Regions from separate parts of the Mus musculus genome. Here all the other regions are linked to region 4. A link is a contact called in public HiCAR-type and promoter capture Hi-C data. All regions are on one chromosome and are shown on one strand. Each heading gives the region's core, a stretch centred on a gene start, on an enhancer-like site or on the middle of the called end of the contact. The rest is flanking DNA. Distances are from core to core; before and after follow the strand shown.

Evidence for each region. Promoter capture Hi-C pulls out the DNA fragments that hold promoters and counts their contacts. HiCAR-type assays count read pairs that join an accessible place to other places.
Region 1: a contact with region 4 is called in a HiCAR-type map of astrocytes, with 7 times the contacts expected there. The contact joins the enhancer-like site here to the promoter of Mcm6 in region 4. A contact is called at or near these places in 4 of 39 promoter capture datasets (the 3T3-L1 cell line, embryonic stem cells, hippocampal neurons and 1 more) and 3 of 115 datasets of contacts at active chromatin or transcription factors (astrocytes, large pre-B cells and stem cell-derived neural progenitor cells).
Region 2: a contact with region 4 is called in a promoter capture Hi-C map of liver, with 4 times the contacts expected there. The contact joins the enhancer-like site here to the promoter of Mcm6 in region 4. A contact is called at or near these places in 4 of 39 promoter capture datasets (hippocampal neurons, liver and pre-B cells) and 2 of 115 datasets of contacts at active chromatin or transcription factors (astrocytes and large pre-B cells).
Region 3: a contact with region 4 is called in a promoter capture Hi-C map of liver, with 4 times the contacts expected there. The contact joins the promoter of C4bp here to the promoter of Mcm6 in region 4. A contact is called at or near these places in 5 of 39 promoter capture datasets (hippocampal neurons, liver, pre-B cells and 1 more).

Annotation. Positions count from the first base shown.
Region 1 is chr1:130,472,361-130,476,816 of GRCm38.p6, reverse strand. No RefSeq gene overlaps it. Among named protein-coding and RNA genes, the nearest start is that of Cd55, 12 kb to the right of the region's middle. Within about 2 kb of position 2,381, at least 80 of the 459 cell types and tissues checked have an H3K27ac peak or open chromatin away from gene starts, as enhancers often do.
Region 2 is chr1:130,549,377-130,553,862 of GRCm38.p6, reverse strand. All of the region lies in intron 2 of Gm16083 (a long non-coding RNA gene), which reads right to left. It also overlaps a transcript of Zp3r not described here. Among named protein-coding and RNA genes, the nearest start is that of Gm16083, 37 kb to the right of the region's middle. Within about 2 kb of position 2,877, at least 58 of the 459 cell types and tissues checked have an H3K27ac peak or open chromatin away from gene starts, as enhancers often do. A contact at or near this core is called in liver, where this site is marked.
Region 3 is chr1:130,660,228-130,664,500 of GRCm38.p6, reverse strand. It overlaps C4bp (complement component 4 binding protein), which reads left to right and starts at 2,883. Exons shown (of 10, transcript NM_007576.3): 1 at 2,883-3,053.
Region 4 is chr1:128,356,665-128,361,249 of GRCm38.p6, reverse strand. Mcm6 (minichromosome maintenance complex component 6) reads left to right here and starts at 1,545. Exons shown (of 17, transcript NM_008567.2): 1 at 1,545-1,791. The coding sequence starts at 1,685.

The DNA.
Region 1 (4,456 bases), core at 1,132-3,631, 2.1 Mb before region 4:
AATGGTTTAGGAGAATACAGTTATAGGCTTTCTATTAGACTCAATAATTTCTCTGGTCATGAAACCTCAACAGTATCTTTAGCTAAAGAAGACTTGCATAAGGACAACACCAGTTGACATACCAACGTGGATGGGAAAGTTTTCAAAAGGTCATACCCTAGATGAAGAGTTCTAAGGAATTAATTGCTACAGAGAAGGAGAATCAGTTTCCTTCAGGGACAAGCTCCATGATAGGTTATCCAGTCCCAAGTGGTCAGCTCTAAGCACATGCACATATAAGCAGTACCAATCTGACTCGGTATTAATTTGCACGAGTACATGTGTGTAACAATAATAATGAAGGAAAAAGGGGTCAGACATTTTAGAGAGGTTGGGGAAACAGGAAGATTTGAAGAGGAAAGAGTCAGGGATAGATATGATTGTAATTAAGTACCCAAGAATGAAATAATAAATAAATGGGGGAAAAGTGTGTTGGAGATGAGGAGAAAGAAGATCAATTCCAAGATCCTGAAGTCCACCCCAAATTTACATGATGTCCTGTGATGTTACTAATTAGAAACACAGTAGAGAAAAAACAGCAGGTTAGAGGTCAGAAGAAAATGCCTCCTTTGCAGGATGGACTTGGGGGAGCTCTGAGAATGCTCTTAGTGGTCTTTGGCAGACAGTTGGCCATTGAGTCTGAAAATCAGCAGTGTTCGATTGGAGTACAAGGTGGTATCAGTATGTGCCGAGCCATACTTTCCTAGAGGGAAAGAAAGTGGTGCAGGCATGCTCAGCCTAGAAGAACCAAAAGAGATGAACTGAGCATGCACAGTGCACACACAAAGGAGTTTCATTCTTCAAAAACTTAAAGGCAGAACCACCACACGACCCAGCTGTCCACTCTCGGGAATATCGCAGAGAGCTCCATATCCTATCACAGAGATACCTGCACATCCATGGTTAGTGTCTCTCTGCTTACACTAGCAAGGCAATGGACCAAATGTCCATCAACAAGTGGATAACAAAAATGTAGTATATATACAAAACAGAATATTACTGAGCTGTAAGGAATGGGAAGTTTTTGCAGAAAAATGGATGGACTTAGAATAATGATAAGCAAGGGCACCCAAACTCAGAAGAAAAAAAAAACTGGAACAAACATATACATATTCATATATGCAAACATCTGTGTGTATACATGGAATTACATTTAGGAAAGGGAATGAGAATTAGGCAAAAGAAGGGAAGGAATGCGGGCAAAAGACCCATGAGTCACAAGAGGATATACATTCATTGTCTTTCTGGTTTCAATTGTGTCTTAGTATTTTTTTTTTAATTTTTTTTAAATTCTTTTTTCCTTTTTCACATGGACAAGTGCATTAAAATGTAACTATTAGTGACACTTCAGAATGGCAATTCTAACTGCAGAGAAGTTCCTAGAGATGACAGAACTTGGGACTGGGCAAGTGTTTGCTTGAGTGGCTTCCTTAATCTAGGTGTGTTTATTGATTTTTTTTTTTTAGATCGTTATAATAAAGCGATTTTATAAAGTAAAACAATTCCTGTTTTTTTGAAAACTACCTTTGGGGAAAGGAGTAGGTGTTGTTTCCCATTGATACAAACAGACCCAGACTGGGTGTCACTGGAGAGTCGGGTCACGCTCAGTCAACCTGGGTGAGAATAACAGGAAGTGGTGGTGAGCATTAGAAGGAAATGGCTCCTAAGCCCCTCTCCGGTACCTGTTAGCTGGGGAGGATACGCCCAGTGTTGCCAAATCTTCAATATTTTAAGAGGATTCATAAGCATGTTGTTTGAATGGGAGTTTTATGGTTATAAAATCTGTGCATGAATTCAGTTATTCAGCAACATTTATTGAGTATATACTATATACAGGGCACTGATCTAGGAGTCTGGGGTTTTGCATTTAATACAAAAGACAAAAAAAAAAAAAAACCTTTCTGTGTATGAAGTTCACACTCAATTGTGGGAATACGCACAATTAACAAATTATTAAAAGCTATGAGTTGTGGTAAGCATTGAAGGAATGAATATAAAGGGAGGTACTAGACCTGTAATTGTGGGGTACATTTCTATATCAAACACAATGGCATAAAAGGGCCTTCCTTAAGTATTTAAGAAGAAGGTCTTCAGGGATGTATAGAAAGCATGGAGACATCTGTATGAAACAGTAGTCACGGACTCTGAGTGGGACTTTGATCTGTTTGGGATTCTGTTCTGTGAGCTCAAAAGCCAGGACAAGGAAACCAGTTAACACTGGGTGGGGGAGTCTGGGGAGATGAGGGCAGAAAAGAAAGGGAGAAGGAGACCATGGGGCCTGGTCAGCGACTGTGTGTGAGTTTCCTGAAAGCAAGGAAGCCAGGACACATATGCAGCTGCCAAGTAACCTGCCCTCAGGAATGTGAGAGTAAGGGGAGTGGCAGACACCTCCCCTTCTCAGTGGCTAGAAAGGAAGGAAGGAAGGCTGCTTGCATAAGATTGTGAAAGGGGAATCCTGTCTACTTTGAGCTGTAATTTGAAGGTAGAGAGGAGAGTATAATATTTGTTAAATTTCTAGGTGGATTATGAGACAAAGTGAGGTAAAAAAGATGACCCTTGGGAGCTGGACCTAAACCATCCTAAGTGGAGGATGGAATGCCATTCACTAAACGGGAAACTGGTGTAGGAAGAAATTGGACCTCTGGTTTTTTTTTTTGTTTTTTTTTTTTTCTCTCTTTCTAGCATTAAAACATCTTTTATCTCTCCTACTCAAGTTGCCAACTAAGCAACCAGGTCTTATATATTCAGGAAAGTGATGCAGACTAAATATATGATTTGAGAATTCATAGTATTTGATGTCATATGAATGTATAAGACTGGATATCATCAGAGTAACAGATGTTGGGATAAGGGGATAAAAGAAAATGAGATTTTATATCTTGTGATTCATGCAAAAAAAGTTGTCTATGAGCCCCGGCCTGGGGCCGAGAACAAAGCAGAACAGACAGGGCTGTTGTTAAGACATTCCTAAGAACAGCTTGATTGTACAAGCAGGGCTATCTTGTCTGGGTCAACACCACCTGGCCGGAACCTCCCCTCTGTCTATTGCCCCTTGACGCCAGGTAAAGTCATACATCAACTGGTTGCTATGTGAACAAAGATAAGCCCCCAGCCCACAGGAACAAAGTCCTGATGCCCTGTAATCTTTCTGTTAATGTTTGAATAAGCCAATAGTGTGTCGCTATGCTGAATTCCACACCCCTAAGCCCCTTACCCCATAAAAACCCCTAGCTTTTGAGCCTCGTGGCCGACATCCGTTATCTCCTGTGTGGGATGCATGTCGGTCCAGAGCTCCGTCATTAAACGTCCTCATGTAATTACATTAGGAGATGGTCCTTTGTGATTTTTTGGGTGCACGCTGAATCGGGAATTGTGTGGGGGTTTCTCCACTAGGTCTAACAGGGACAGATTGAGGGACAGAGAAGTCAAGCATTTTGTTTGGAATTTATGGAGACAAATAGGAGGCAATAAAATAGGCTAGAAAGGCACAGACAGTGAGCTAGACTCAGAAACACACGGTGCTGCTGAGAAGGAAGTATATTAAGGTGAAAAGTACCAGTGGGATCCTCTCTGCTGCTAGACCCAAGAAATGAGGTCACTCATGATGCAAGCATCATTAACAGCCTCCATCAGAGCAGCTGTAGTAGACGATGGGACCAGACAGGACTAACTTCAAGATGTAGAGGGAAGCAGGGCATGGTGAAAATTGTCTGCAATCTCAGCACTGTAGTGTGTAGTTTCTACTAACCCTGCTTGGAGTTCCAGGTGGACCTTGCTACCAGCTTCCACCCTGGTTCCCTTGGATCCGTGGACGAAAGACACACACACACACACACACACACACACACACACACACACTACCTTATTTTTAATATGCTTTTTAGCTCAATGATGGGGATCTTCTAAGCCTCCCACGGCTAATGTGCCCTTACCTTCACACCCAGCTCAACACCTCTAAATCTACCCTCAATTTAGTTTCCTGGTTACCTTCTCCTTGCTCAGCACCTTAAATCTGCCCTCAGCTTAGTTGCCTTTCTAATCTCCTGCCTGCTGCCCCAGGCCCAGTCAGGGAAGCCACCAATGGCCACTCTACCCAAGATCTCACATGGCTAGTGGTTCTCCCTCCTTCCCATGCATGGCGAATCCTCTTTCCTCCTCCCGCGTCTCTTAGCCTGCCCGAGAGAACCTGGAAGCCCTGCCTCTTCCACCCAGCCACTGGCTGCTAGCATCTTTATTGATTGAACCAACTGGGGAACAGACCCCTCAGAGTTCACACACAGATTTCCTATCGAAGCATCAGAACCATTCCCTACACAGAGCTTGAGAAGTTGAGGCAGGGAGATTGTAGTTCAGGTCCAACTTGGACTTCATAGTAAGCCTTTATTTATTTATTTATTTATTTATTTATTTATTTATA
Region 2 (4,486 bases), core at 1,628-4,127, 2.2 Mb before region 4:
CCTAGGAATGTTTAATTTTCTTCATAATTTCTTCATGGCTCTTCTGTTGTTCATTTGGAATTCAGTGTAATTTCTCTTGCCCTTGCTTTCTAGCTTTTGTCTTCTCTGTTCCTATAAAATAGGAAATTCTATCCATTGTTGCATGTAACTTTGTTACCCTGCCTAAGCTCCAGGAATGGACTACACTACCCAACTTCCCTTGAACCCATGGGTAAAAGACACAGACACACACGGTTGTTCAATTTCAAATGCTGGGCGCAAATCATATCCTGCCTGAAAAACTGTGCCCTTATCAATATTCTTAACTGTACACCTTTCCACCTACCCTAAACTTTAGTTGCTCAGTTACATCTAGTCTCTGCTAAACACCTCATCCCCCCACCTGCAGAAGCGGCCTATGTGTCCACTCCATTCAAGATGGCTGGTCACCTTTTCTCCATCATAAGCATGGTAAACTCTCCTCTCCTCTCCTTGCATCTATCTCCTGACTCTAGGAAACTAAAAGTCCTGCCTAGCCCTTTCACCCAACAATTGGCCCATGGCTTCTTTACTGACAGATCAAGAACCAATTGAGGAACAGGACCTTAGCATCATAACCATTCTTACACACTCTTTTTTTTTTTTTATTAAGACTTGCTTTGAGGCCTAGAATGTGGTCTGTTTTAAGGACAAGAATAATGTATATTCCTTTTCTATTGAATAAAATATTATCTGCAATATGTTTAAATTTGATTTATTAGATAATTTGTATCTTGGGTTTCTTTGTTGCATTTAGTTTGGATAACACATATAGAGTTAAGAACTAGGTATTGAAGTCACCAATTATCATTTTATAGAATTGTAAAGAGAATAAAAGGTTTAACAACGTGATTTAAAAAAACAACAACAAAAAAACCCCTTTAAGCCAAAAATATAAAGTTAAAATCTACAAGCATAGTAGTTTGTTTTGTTTTGTTTTGTTTTTAAAGGGGGAGAGAGTAAAGGTGAAAGAAAAAGAAAAGAAAAAAAGAACAAATTTTTCCCAATAAAGAAAAATGTGTAAGCAAAATTTAGATGAATATATGAAGAAGAATAAAAAGAAAGCAACAGTTTTGTTATACAATAAAGAAAAAATATGACTAAGGGTCTAGAAATCAGACAGATCCCTGCTAAACTAGTAGGGGAAGGGGCTCTGGGAGTAGGGAGACTGACACTCTAACAGTCTACTCACTTTCTGTAGTCTCAGCTTCTCTCCAGGTTGAAAAAGGATGACACCTCAGTATCCTCACTGTCTACTGATACCCTCTACCTGTGTTCTACCTCTCCCTGGGAACAAGAAGCCCACAGCCCCTGTGTCTGTACGTTGCACCCAATCCCACTGATTCAGGGCTCTGAATACACTGGCCCTCCTTGTGAGCTGATATCTGTGTTCCATATTCATTTTCCTCTGGTGCATCAATTAGTATTTATACAAATGGAAATTAATTTTGTTATTTCTCTCATGTTTTGGCCCTCTCAACTCCTTCCCTATTCATTGCGGCTGATATTTGCAAAACTTCCCAAATGAGTGTCATCCGCAAATTAGCAAGTCATATATTTCCCTTTCAAAGCATGAAGAGGATTGGCCATGTCTACCCACCACCTCCCCCCAAAGCACACACCCCTGGGGCTACCTTATTAAAGTACACTTCACATGCACAGGTTGCTAAGCAGGTAGAGGATGGGATGGGGGTGTGGAGAAAAGAGATGGAGGAATCTTGGGGCTATAAGCTCAAGAGGAAGGCAGTGATACAGTGGAGAGGCCTCAATGCTTTCCTAGCAGGTACAAAGATCACAGTCACAGTAGTCTACGCCCAGGCCAACCTCTCTGAGCACTGCAATGTCGTCTCTGAGAAAGACTGGACTGATTCCATACAAAGGACATTGGTAAATAGGCTTTTGGGGAAAATTAGTATGTGGATAGGACAGTGACAGCTTCTCCCTGGCAGCATCTTCACATAAACTCACAGGAGTGAGATCACACCTGCACTTGCTCACAGAATAGGGAGATAGCGCTTTGCACTTAAATACTCAAGATGACTGAGTTGCATCTCCCTGATTCTATTGGGTCTGGACACAAATCCTCATCTAAAATTCTGGGGCTTGAGACTTCCTTCGTTTTTTTTTTTTTTTTTTTTTTTTTTTTGAGCATGTGCTCAGTCACATGGTTACAGTCTGTAACCATCAAGAGTTCAGCAGGCAGCAGCAGGCTGCTGTGGGAGGGGAGGGGAGGGGAGGGGAAGGAGGGGAGGGAGGGCCCAGCACCTCCTGCTAGTCTGGACCAGATTATGTAATCTTACAGTGTTGTGCCTGTGCCTGTTCGGAAGAAGCACCCAACACCTGATTTCTTCCTTTGACTATAAGGGCTTTGGATGGCCATACTTAGTCTGTGGGGTGGCCAGGGTCTTTTGTCCTCTGAAGACTCCAGATTGGAATCCCTGGGGTAGTTGAGGGATAACCCATAAGTGCATCGGGAGCACGAGAGCACGGAAAAATAGCTACAGCACTTGCTCCACACACTGATCTCAGGCTCAGAAAATCAAACCCCAGGGTTACTCTCACTTGGTGAGATCAGCTCCAGGACATTAAGGGCAGTGTTTCTTTCCACAACGTTTTGGCTTCTTAGTATCCGATCCTCCACTCTCCACAACTGTTGGCCAGACCAGTCTCTCACCCTAGGGCTGTGGCAGGTTAAAGGGCCTCCTCTACTGTGAGAGGAAAGGAGGGACTAAATAGGTTACACCAAGATTAATCTGTGAATGAAGCCAGCTTGCCGAGGAAGAGAGACAGGAGTCCTTTCCCTGCTCTGGCATCAAAGCAAGCCCAGGAAATACAAACGGAAGAGGGCAGAGGTGAGTTATAAAAGACCAGTCACCACATGGCCAGGTGCTTCCGGGGGCTTTCCTTAGCTCACTGTTCTATTTCCAGGCCTGGGAGTGCCCTTCCTATTCTTAAGAAGCTATTTCTATCCCGCGTCTAACTTAAAAGGCGTGACCTTCCTTCATCACCTCCTGGTGGCTGCCAGGATTTCACCGGATCTTGACTGTTTTCTCTTTAAACCCTAGTTGTCCTGGAGATTCCCTTTAAGTCTGTTTCCCAATTGTTTTTATTGAGGCTAAGCACACCCAAAAAGAGACTCAGCTTCCGCAGTGACCTGCAGTCTGTGCTCGCGCTTGCTCAGTGTTTTCTTTCCGTTTCAATGCTGTGTTTCTTCAGCTTCTTCTCTGCTCCCGATTCCTGGAATTCTTTCTTCAGCTTGTTCTGGATGCTGACTTCCACTGCTTTAACTCTGATTCATTCCATTGTCCAAGCTTCCTGCCTGCTTTGTTTCAACCTCAGCTTCTTCTGCTGCAGCGCTCCTCCTTGCTGACCTTCGAAGTCCGGTTCTGATTCCTTTTCCAGTTTGCGGACTTCCCCTCTGTGCCATTGGCTTTCCTATGAGGTCCTCGGGTGAGCGCATAGGCTTGCTTGTATCATTGCTGTTCACTGAACCAGTGAGCACCTTGCCTGGTGTCGTAGGACTCAATGCTCACCAATGGGAAACACAAGCTATGGCCTTTTCTCATTATGTGGGCTAATAGCACCTTCCTGCATGATGAAAGCTAAGGGCAGAAAAGAGTTTTCCAGGCTGTTCCCACCTGTTTCTCTCTGTCCTGCAACCAAACTGTGTTTGAAGAAGAAAGTGAGCCACCTCAAGGGCACCAACATCAAGCTACACAACATAGAGAAAGACACTGATGTTCACTGATAGCCACGAAAAGTGACAAAACTAATGTGCCAGAACACAATGAAGTTAAAAATTGTTTAAAGGGGGCTGGAGATGGCTCAGCGGTAAAGAGCATGCGCTGATCTTGCAGAGAACCCTGAAGGGACCCTGGCCAGCACGGCTCTGGCAGGCCTTGCCCTTCTCCCCTGTTCCCTCTGCCTTGCTAAAAACGGATAGATTACAGTCATAGCCACCAAGTTCTGTTTCCTTATTTGGCCACTTCCTCCTCCTGAGGCTGGAGGTCCAGCTATCAAAGAATTGAAGTCCACAGTCAAAAGCCCCCTTTGGCTCTCCTAATTAATGTGCCCAATAAAATATACCACATCCGCTCCATTAGTAGCCCATTCTAACACAGCCCTGCCCTTTTTGTTTTCTTTTTGTTTGTTTGCTTGCTTGTTTTTTTTTGTTTGTTTGGGGTTTGTTTGTTTGTTTGTTTGTTTGTTTCCAGACAGGGTTTCTCTGTATAGCCCTGGCTGTCCTGGAACTCACTTTGTAAACCAGGCTGGCCTTGAACTCAGAAATCCGACTGCCTCTGCCTCCTGATTGCTGGGATACGCCTGCAGGTCTTTTGTTGCTGCTTTTCTGCCTGAGTCAGAAAGCAGCCACTTTAACCCTCCCAGCGCCCCACCCCCCAACACTTAATAAAGGACTTCTCTGTGAAAACACAGGTGTTTGTGGTTTGTTTCTAATCCTGAGAAAGGG
Region 3 (4,273 bases), core at 1,634-4,133, 2.3 Mb before region 4:
CTTTACAAAAGCAACTTACAGGAAAAAGTTTTTGTTCATTTGTTTGTTTTTCTCTCACAGTTTCATATTGCAGTTATCACAGCAGGGTATTAAAGGCCTCATGAGCATGAAATAGGCGATCATATTACATGCTCAGTCAGAAGAGGACAATAAACACAGGAATATGCTAGCATACTCTGCTCACCATCTTATTCTGTACAGGACCCCTGCCTAGGGAATGGTGTCACCTGGAGTTCTCACATCTTCCCACCTCAATTAACATAAGATGACCCCCCACAGACATGCCCAGAGGCCCATTTCCCAGTTGACTACACTAAGAGTCACAAGAGACAAAGGACAAGTGTAGTTTAGAATGGAAATATTCAGCAATGTTAAAGGCTTTAGAGAAACTACAAGAAATAAACTGAAGACATTTGTGCAGCAGACCCTCTTGGTCCCTTGTCTGCATGGAATAGGTAGGTCTCTAGTCGCAAGTGGGCAAGGAGTCGGTGGGAATTGACAGACAGAATCGGCACAAGGGAGTGTGGATCTGAATGTAATTTGTCAAATCGAGCATCAAACTTTTTATACAGAAGAAAACAGGGAAGTTGGGTGACACACCGGCAAGGTACAAAGAGGTTACTGGATTCTTACACAAAACAGAGGAATGCAAACACGGAAGAGCTGGCAGGAACCAACTGGGATAAAATTCAATGTTAACAACTGGGATCAATCACAGCTCCACCTAAGGTCCACTTAATCTTAGAAGCTGGGGCAAGGGCTTCGTGCCCTTGCCATAGTTTCTTCTCTAGTCTATTGTATAGTTCACCTTCCCCCTAGGCCATTGTAAATACTCATGTATGGGTGTAACTCGGCTATCTATTGTACTAAGTATCTACTCTGGTTCCTCTTTAGGTCACAAACTTCCTTCTTCCTAGATAATGGTAAATTTCTGTGTAGGAAAGTGACTTAGCTATTCATGCCCAGGGTCGGATCAAGGACTACCTAGAATCTAACTTAGCTATATGTTAAAATATCAATCCTTAGGAGCACTTGTAATAAAGCAATATTATGGGAAAGCACACAGATCCGTTTACCAACTAAAGCCAGGACATTGGAGCATTCTTTATACAGGATGCCACGATTCCAGGAGACTAAGTTTCCGTGAACTTTTTGCCTCGGGACAGCGCCCAGGTTTTCGGGGCCTGTCGCGCTTGTCACTACTGGAGTGAATGTAGCACATTTGAACCTGCAGATGAAGACTGCATTCTTGAGAAGCTCAGCATCAGACTAAAGGAGAAAAAGGAGTTTGAAGTTTTGGCAAGATGGCAGGAACACTTCAGGATAAGAGACAAGATGAAAAATTTAGAAAAGAAGAATCAACCCTTTAAATCAGGGTTGATCAGGACAAAAAAAATGACACGGATTAAACTAATGCACAATGTTTTCATAAAATAGAAGGCAAAATAATTTGTTGTGATTTAGATAAGTTAGTCCCCTGGGAGAGAGAACTCTGCGCTTACCGTAGTAGAAAGCAGGAAAAGGACTTGAAGATACTGATAAACGATATTTGGAAGAGTGAACTGAGGGCGGTATTTCCTCCAAATCAGCTTCCGGGACTTCATAGGATCGCTTTTACATGGACTCTTATCACATTAAATCAGTCTCTTACCTTTGTGACGTGGCTGTGCTTTCTTTACCTCTAATATCCTCCTCATTTTCCTCTCAGTAATTTCTGCTTATCAGTGAAGGTGCACCCCAAATCTTATAACTTGGTCAAACTTCACGGAGGAGCTCAATTTGTGAGGCCATTAGTGTTTATTACAGAGCATAAATTATGATGTCAAAAAAATTTTTTTTCCCTATGTTGATCCAACCCAAGGATTTTGGACATATCAGACAAGTGCTCTACCACCCAACAGCATTTCCAGCCTTTGGTTTCTGAGATAGGATCTTACTATGTAGCCCAGGTTAATCTTGAAATCATAATCCTCCTGCCTCAGCCTCCCAAGTGCTACAGTTACAAGATTATACACTACATCTGGTAAGAACTAATTTTTACTACTTAGAGTTACAATTATTTATTTATATGAGGGGCATTTGGGGCATGGCATGCTTGTGGTAGTCAGAGGACAACATATACGAATTGGTTCAATCTGGGGATAAAACTCAGGTCTTTAGGCTTCATGACATGCACATTTACCCACAGAGCCATCTCACTGGTCCAGAAGTGCTTTCCAAGAGCAATCCTTGGGGCACACAAATCTTTAAACTTATTATTAACAGACTAAGGGTCCATTTCAGGACTTGACTTTATCTGTATATTTATGTGATCGCAAACACATAAATTAGCCTCTTCATTACATTTTTCTGAATATTGACGAGTGTCAGACTGACTTCTGGAGATCCTTTGGTGCCTGGTAGTGGTAGTTGCTAATATCTGTGGAGCTCTGAGTATGTTCCAGTCAGGTCAGCACACAGCAGGAACTCAATAAACAACACACATACTGTGTCTATTGTAGCTCCTGGTGATGCCTGGAGACCAGTGAAGAGTAAGATCCTCAGATCCAACGTCCCTGAGTGGGTCTGCAGTCCTGGGAAGAGAATCATTTTAGTCAGAGTGGGTCTGAACTCCAACTCAAGGTTCCTAGGCTGGTTGGATTTTGTGATGCATAACTCTTATGATTATGAAAAGACAGAAAATTCTGGCATCAAATTCCAAGTCCCCTTCTAACTTAGGGGAAATGGTTGGCAGAGAAGAAAATAAATAATTCCAACACATGATGAAGAATGAGGGCTGGGAGAGAAGGAGATTAAATAAACACTGCTGCTCTAGTCTGTTAATCATTCACCGGGACAGAGGAGACTGTCTCCCTGTCCGTCATACTCAACTGCTTAACCAGAAACTTGTGTGGGTGGAATGCAAGGATCACTTGCGTGGGTAGACTTCAGAAGCTTTTTTGATGGAGCAAGTACTGGCCAGCTTTAGGATAATATGATCAACTCTCATCTTGGGAGAAACTAGTACAGTAGAGATCCAAGTACCACCACAGAGTCTTTCTCTGCTATTGCAGGTCAGTGGGCTACTGAGCACTTGGGTGGGGCATTGTGGGTAAAGCTGGTCATCAGGTTCTTTAGTGTGTGCTCCTCTGTGTTCTATTTATTATTTTTGAGATTACAATTTAATTACATTTTCCCATTCCTTTTCCTCTCTCCAAATCTTCCCATACAGCCCTTCTTGTTCTCTTTCAAATATAGTCTCCTTTTTTAAATTAATTGTTATCACATGCATCTATTCCTAAATACAACCTGTTCAGTCCATATAATGTTACTTTTATGTATGTTTTCAGGGCTGATAATTTGGCGCTAGGAAACCAATTGCTGTGGATCTTCCATGGGAAATACCACAGCTCTTACTACCAGCTTTCCTCAGTTGCCTATAGTTCTTTGTGTAGAATCAAAGCCTCGTGGGATTCCACTGTCTAGTTTTGTATGTTCATCAGTGTTCTTGTTTGGGTCATGTTTGGGAGGTCATGTTGGTGAGACTTTTCTGATACAGTTTCTGATGTTGCTAGGTGACACAATTTCACAGTAAATTCCTTGGACCCTTGGATCCTACAATCGTTCTGCCACCTCCTCTGTAGTTTCTTCTCAGGTGCAGGAGTGTTTCTTAGATGTAGACATCAGAACTGGGACCCATAACTCTGCATTTTGATTGGTTGTAGTTTTCTGCGGTGGCCTCTGTTACAAAGAGAAGTTGGGGTTTTTCTGTTGTTGTTTTTTGTTTTGTGTGTGTGTGTTTTCTGATGAGGGGTTCAAGACTATGTGAGTATGACGATAAATATTTATAGAATGTTGTTAGAGATTATGCTGGCTTAGTAAATTAGTAGTTGTAGATTCTCTAATAACTGGAACTTCACTAGCATTGAGTAGTTAGTTAGCTAGGTTTATAGCAACAGACATGGTTGAATGGGCCTTAAATACAATTAGAGAGTTTCTGGTTACTTTCAAACAATATGTCCCACTATTACACCCTTAGGGTTACTGTATCATGTTGGTCATTGATGCATTCATGGGCATCAGAGCTGGGTAGGACTATTGGTTGCCTTTCCCCTTTTTTTGGAAGCTTGCACAATGTCTTCTAGTAACATTTAAGTCCCCAGAGAGGGGACATTCAGATCAGTTCCATTTCAGGGATCTCTTGACCTTGTTTCTGAAGTGTATGGTGTCTTCAGCAATAGAGACTTACCTTTCACTGTTAGGGCATAACAAAGGGCAATAGCAAGAGGCTGTA
Region 4 (4,585 bases), core at 296-2,795:
CAAATCAGGTTCCAGGAAGCCAGGATTACTACACATAGAAATACTGGCGCACGCCTTTAATCCCAGCACTCGGGAGGCAGAGGCAGGCAGATTTCTGAGTTCGAGGACAGCCAGGGCTACACAGAGAAACCCTGTCTCGAAAAAAACAAAAAAACAAAAAAAAAAAGAAAAAAAGAAAAAGAAAAGAAATACTCTCTCTAAAAATAAAAAGGCCCATCCAATATCTGGGCCACACCTGGTGACAGCATACCTAAAATGACACAGAAGGAAGCCTTTTGTGCGTTTGCCTGCCTGTCCTCACTCTCACTGGCAAGTCCATCTATCATCCTGCTGCTGAGGCAGCAATTAATGTATTAGAACCTGTTTCTTCAGGACTCCCAACATTTAATGAAAACCTGCTAAGACATCCAGCCTTGTGGGCTGAACCACCATCTGCTTGGCGTTTTTATTGGAAGACAGCCACTGTTGAGCTAGCCAGACAACAGCCTGTATGCTAAACTTAGTAAATCCTGTGTGTGTGTCTTTATCAGTTTTGTTTCTCTAGAAAGCCCCAGGATTCTCACTCAGTGAAGGCTACATTTGGAGTTGGCAAAGGAGGGAGGGATTTGAGGCTTCAAGTCTTCAACACCTTCAATTGCAGATCTCTATAGTATATTTCCTAATAGATTATAAAAGTATTAATTTTATATACTCTGCCTGGCATTAAATTTTTAACATCCAGTAAGCCTCGAAAAAGTGACTTATTTATTCTGGTCCAGGTTTACTGTGTCCTGGAAGCCCAGGATAAAAGTGCTGGTGGTGAAACAAGTTATCAGCACTAAGCTATCAAAGTCGAGGAGGGACTGGCAATGTGGATCATTTACTAGCAAGGTAGTCCTTGTTCTACACTCAGAAGGCTTTAGGTTCAGTCCCAGCACCACGTGAACCCAGAATTCAAGGCCAGCCTGGGCTATGTGAGACCCTCTCAGTTTAAAAAAGAAAAGAAAGTCAAATGGTATGCAGATTGTCAGAATATATCTATCTCTGTCTTTTTAAGTGTATGTGTATGCACATGTGTTCTTAGAAGTCAGAAGAGGGTATCAAAGTCGCTAAGCTGGAGTTAAAGGTGGTGACTGTCTCATGTAGCTGCTAAGAAACAAGCTTGGGTCCGCTGCGGAATGAGTTACTCTCTAAGCCTTTGCTCCTGTCCTCCACCTGACTTTTAAGGGGCTCTCTCCTGTAGTTTGGTTTGCTCATACCTTACTTCCTCCAGATGCACAATTCACAGTAGGTTTAACCCTGAGTGACCAAAAACAAAACAAAAAAACCCAAAAAAGTCTATACATAAACTCTGGGGGTAAAGGGAGAGAGGGAGGGGTTAGCTCCTCAAGCCAAAACAACCAGAGGGTGGGTGCGACTACATTGCGCATGGGCAAAAGCTTCATGGCGTATGCTTTTGGCGCGAAAAGTGCGTGCGGTGGGCGGGGCTCTGTACGGAACCGCCATTGATTGGACGGGTTTGGCGCGAAGTAGCTCAGCTCCTACCCTGTTATTGGCTGAGGTGAGAGGGCGGGGCTAGCCGGAGGCGCGCGCGAAGTGGCAGCGCGGAAGGAGCTACGCGTGGAACCTGCGGCCGGGCTATCTGCAGCTGCGGACTCTCCTCCGCGGTGGTCTTCCCTCAGCAGCGCGTACTCTCGGCGCCGCCATGGACCTCGCAGCGGCCGCGGAGCCCGGCGCCGGAAGCCAGCACCCGGAGGTGCGCGACGAGGTGGCCGAGAAATGCCAGAAGCTGTTCCTAGACTTCCTGGAAGAGTGAGTGGCCTCCGGGGGCTCGCGGGCCGGGCGGAGACCGGGGCCATGTGTGCTCCGGAAGGGATGGGCCCCGGCCCGGCGGGAATCCGAAGCCTCCTCGACTCCTTTCTTCACCGCAGCGCTCCCTTGTGTCATACTGTGCTGCTTTTTCATTACGTTTCTAAAACAGGGTTTCGAACTCGCTGTGTAGCCAAAGATGATTTTGAACTTGTAATCCTCCAGCCTCCGCTTAGCTTGTGCTGGAATGACAGATGTGCACCGCCATGACTAGTTGGGGCGATGCTGGGAATGAATCCCAGCAGGACTCACGTCGCAACCCAGTGAGGCCAGAGTTTGGTTTTTTGGGAGGTGGGGGGGGGGGGGGGGGGCGTTACCTCTTGAGTAGGGTTGGGCACACAGCCCAGAACCAGGAGCTTGCAATGCAAGCAAACCTGGGCCAGCTCGTTCTAACAGGAATCTATGGCTTGATGACTGTTCAGTGAAATGAGTTCTGCCCTATATAATGAAAGAATTGTTCTAGACATCTAGCTGCCTCCTTCCCATCCCTCCCTCCGCTTCTAGCACCTAGCAGCAACCACATACCAGTGTGCTCCTTACTCTTCCGCCTCCAATAGTAAACAATTCTTTTCTTTTTCTTTTTAAAGATTATGTCAGTATATAACAAAAACTTAAGAGTTTTGACCTTTTGGGAGTGTACAACAAGCATCTTGAGGTGCATTCAACTTGTACAATGATCCCTGTTTGAAACTCTTCCAACTCTACCTACTAAATAGTTAGAGCCTCTCTAACTCTCCTAGCCTCCTGACACCTGCCACACTTCTAACATTGAACTGGATCACTATAGGTGCCTCCGATAAGTGTGTGTGGCTAATTTTGCTAGACATGCAGCTTATTGTAATCAAGGGTTTGCCTTTTAAGGCAGAATAAAATGACATGGCACGCGTATACTGGTTACCACATATTGCTGATCTAGTCGTCCTTTTGGCTCTACAGCTATCTTTTGAAGTTCTGCTATACTTAAAACTGTAAGCAGGCCAGTGTTGGGCACAAGCCAGCGGTAGACGGATCCTATGAGTTCAAGGCCAGCCTGGTCTACAAAGTGAGTTCCAGGACAGAGCTCAGGGCTACATAGAAAGTCTGGTGCTGAAAAACAAAACAAACAAAAATAACCCTCTGGAATTTAAATTCTATGTTCCAACCTTTGTAATGTTTTTGGCAGTCGGTACAGCTGCTTGTCCTTCAAAACCCAAGTCTCCTTTTGATTAAAGTCTGTGTAAACCAGCAGTTCTCAACATGTAGATCAGGATCCCTTGGGGCACATACCAGATCCATATGCACAGTATGGTCCATAACAGCAAAATTAGTTATGAAGTAGCAATGAGATGGTTTTATGGTTGGGGTCATCACACATGAGGAACTGTATTAAAGGGTCTCAGCGTTAAGGTCGAGAACCACTACTTTAGACCATTCAGGCAACAAGCAGTAGCTACTTCTTTGCCTGTGATCCCAGCAGGCCTGCTATTTTCCAGATGCCAAGGGCCTTTTCTTGGTAGCTAAGAGCTGGAGCTAAGCATAAACAGGACTTAGTTTTTAAAATAATCAACTTCCATTCACAGAGCAGCTTTGCTTTTGCTTGCAGAAGAGTCTAAATATTTCTTTTTTGTTTGTTTTTATTTTGAGACAGGGTTTCTTTGTGTAGCCCCTTCAACTCAGACATGTGCTTAACTCTGCCTCCCAAGCACTGGGGCTAAAGGTGTGCACTGTCGCCACCCAGCTATGTCTAAATTTTCTGTTAGTTTCATTTTCCATGAGTCACCACGGGTGGCTCAGCTATCTATTTTTTGCTGCTTGCTTGTTTTCTTAATAATGTTAGGGAAGGAACCCAGACAGAGCCTTACACATGGTAGACAAGCATTCCGCCCCTGAGTCTGTGTCTCCAGCATCTATCCCCTTTGTTTCTTTATTTGATAGAACTTACTGTGTTGCCATAGCTGTCTGGATTCACAGAATCATTCTCTGCTGGGATAAAGGCGTGCACCACTGCACCCAGCTCCCTGGGCCTTTTTTGACTTTTTTAGTTTTGAGAGAAGGTCCCTTTTAAGTTGCCCAGTCAGTCCTTGAACTTCCAACTTTCCATCTTTAGCCTCGGTAACAAGGATTAACAGGCCCACATCACCAAGCTCTGCCACTTCTTTCTCATAAATTTACCTTTTAATGACACCAATGCCACCTTTTACACCTGTGAATCTTTATTATAGCTATTCCAGTAGGCATAATTGGCTTTGATTTCTGGCACTTCTGTCAATAGAGACATTATTTGTTGTTTATGGGTCTTGTCTCCTAAGAATGCCAGCCCCAGGACAGAAACAACACTACCTTTTCTGTACTTTTAGATATTAGTTGGAAGAGAAATTAATTTTGGGTCTGCCCCCCCTCCCCAATTAATGTGCTTTCATTTTCTTGAGGTCTTTAGCAGTGATACCTCATTTCTGTGTGGGGTGGTGTTTGTTTTGCTTGCTCTGTGTGTGTGTGTGTGTGTTATTAGAGATTAGACCTAAGACTTTGTGGGTGCTAGGCAAGCACTGAACTATGTTTCCAGCCTTTTTATTCCGCTTCTTAAATTATGACTAATGGAAATTTAATATTTGGATTTTAACTCTCTGTTCTTAATTACACATAACATTTTTTTTTTGTTTTTGTTTTTCGAGACAGGGTCTCTCTGTGTAGCCCTGGCTGTCCTGGAACTCAGAAATCCACCTGCCTCTGCCTCCCAAGTGCTGGGATTAAAGGCGTG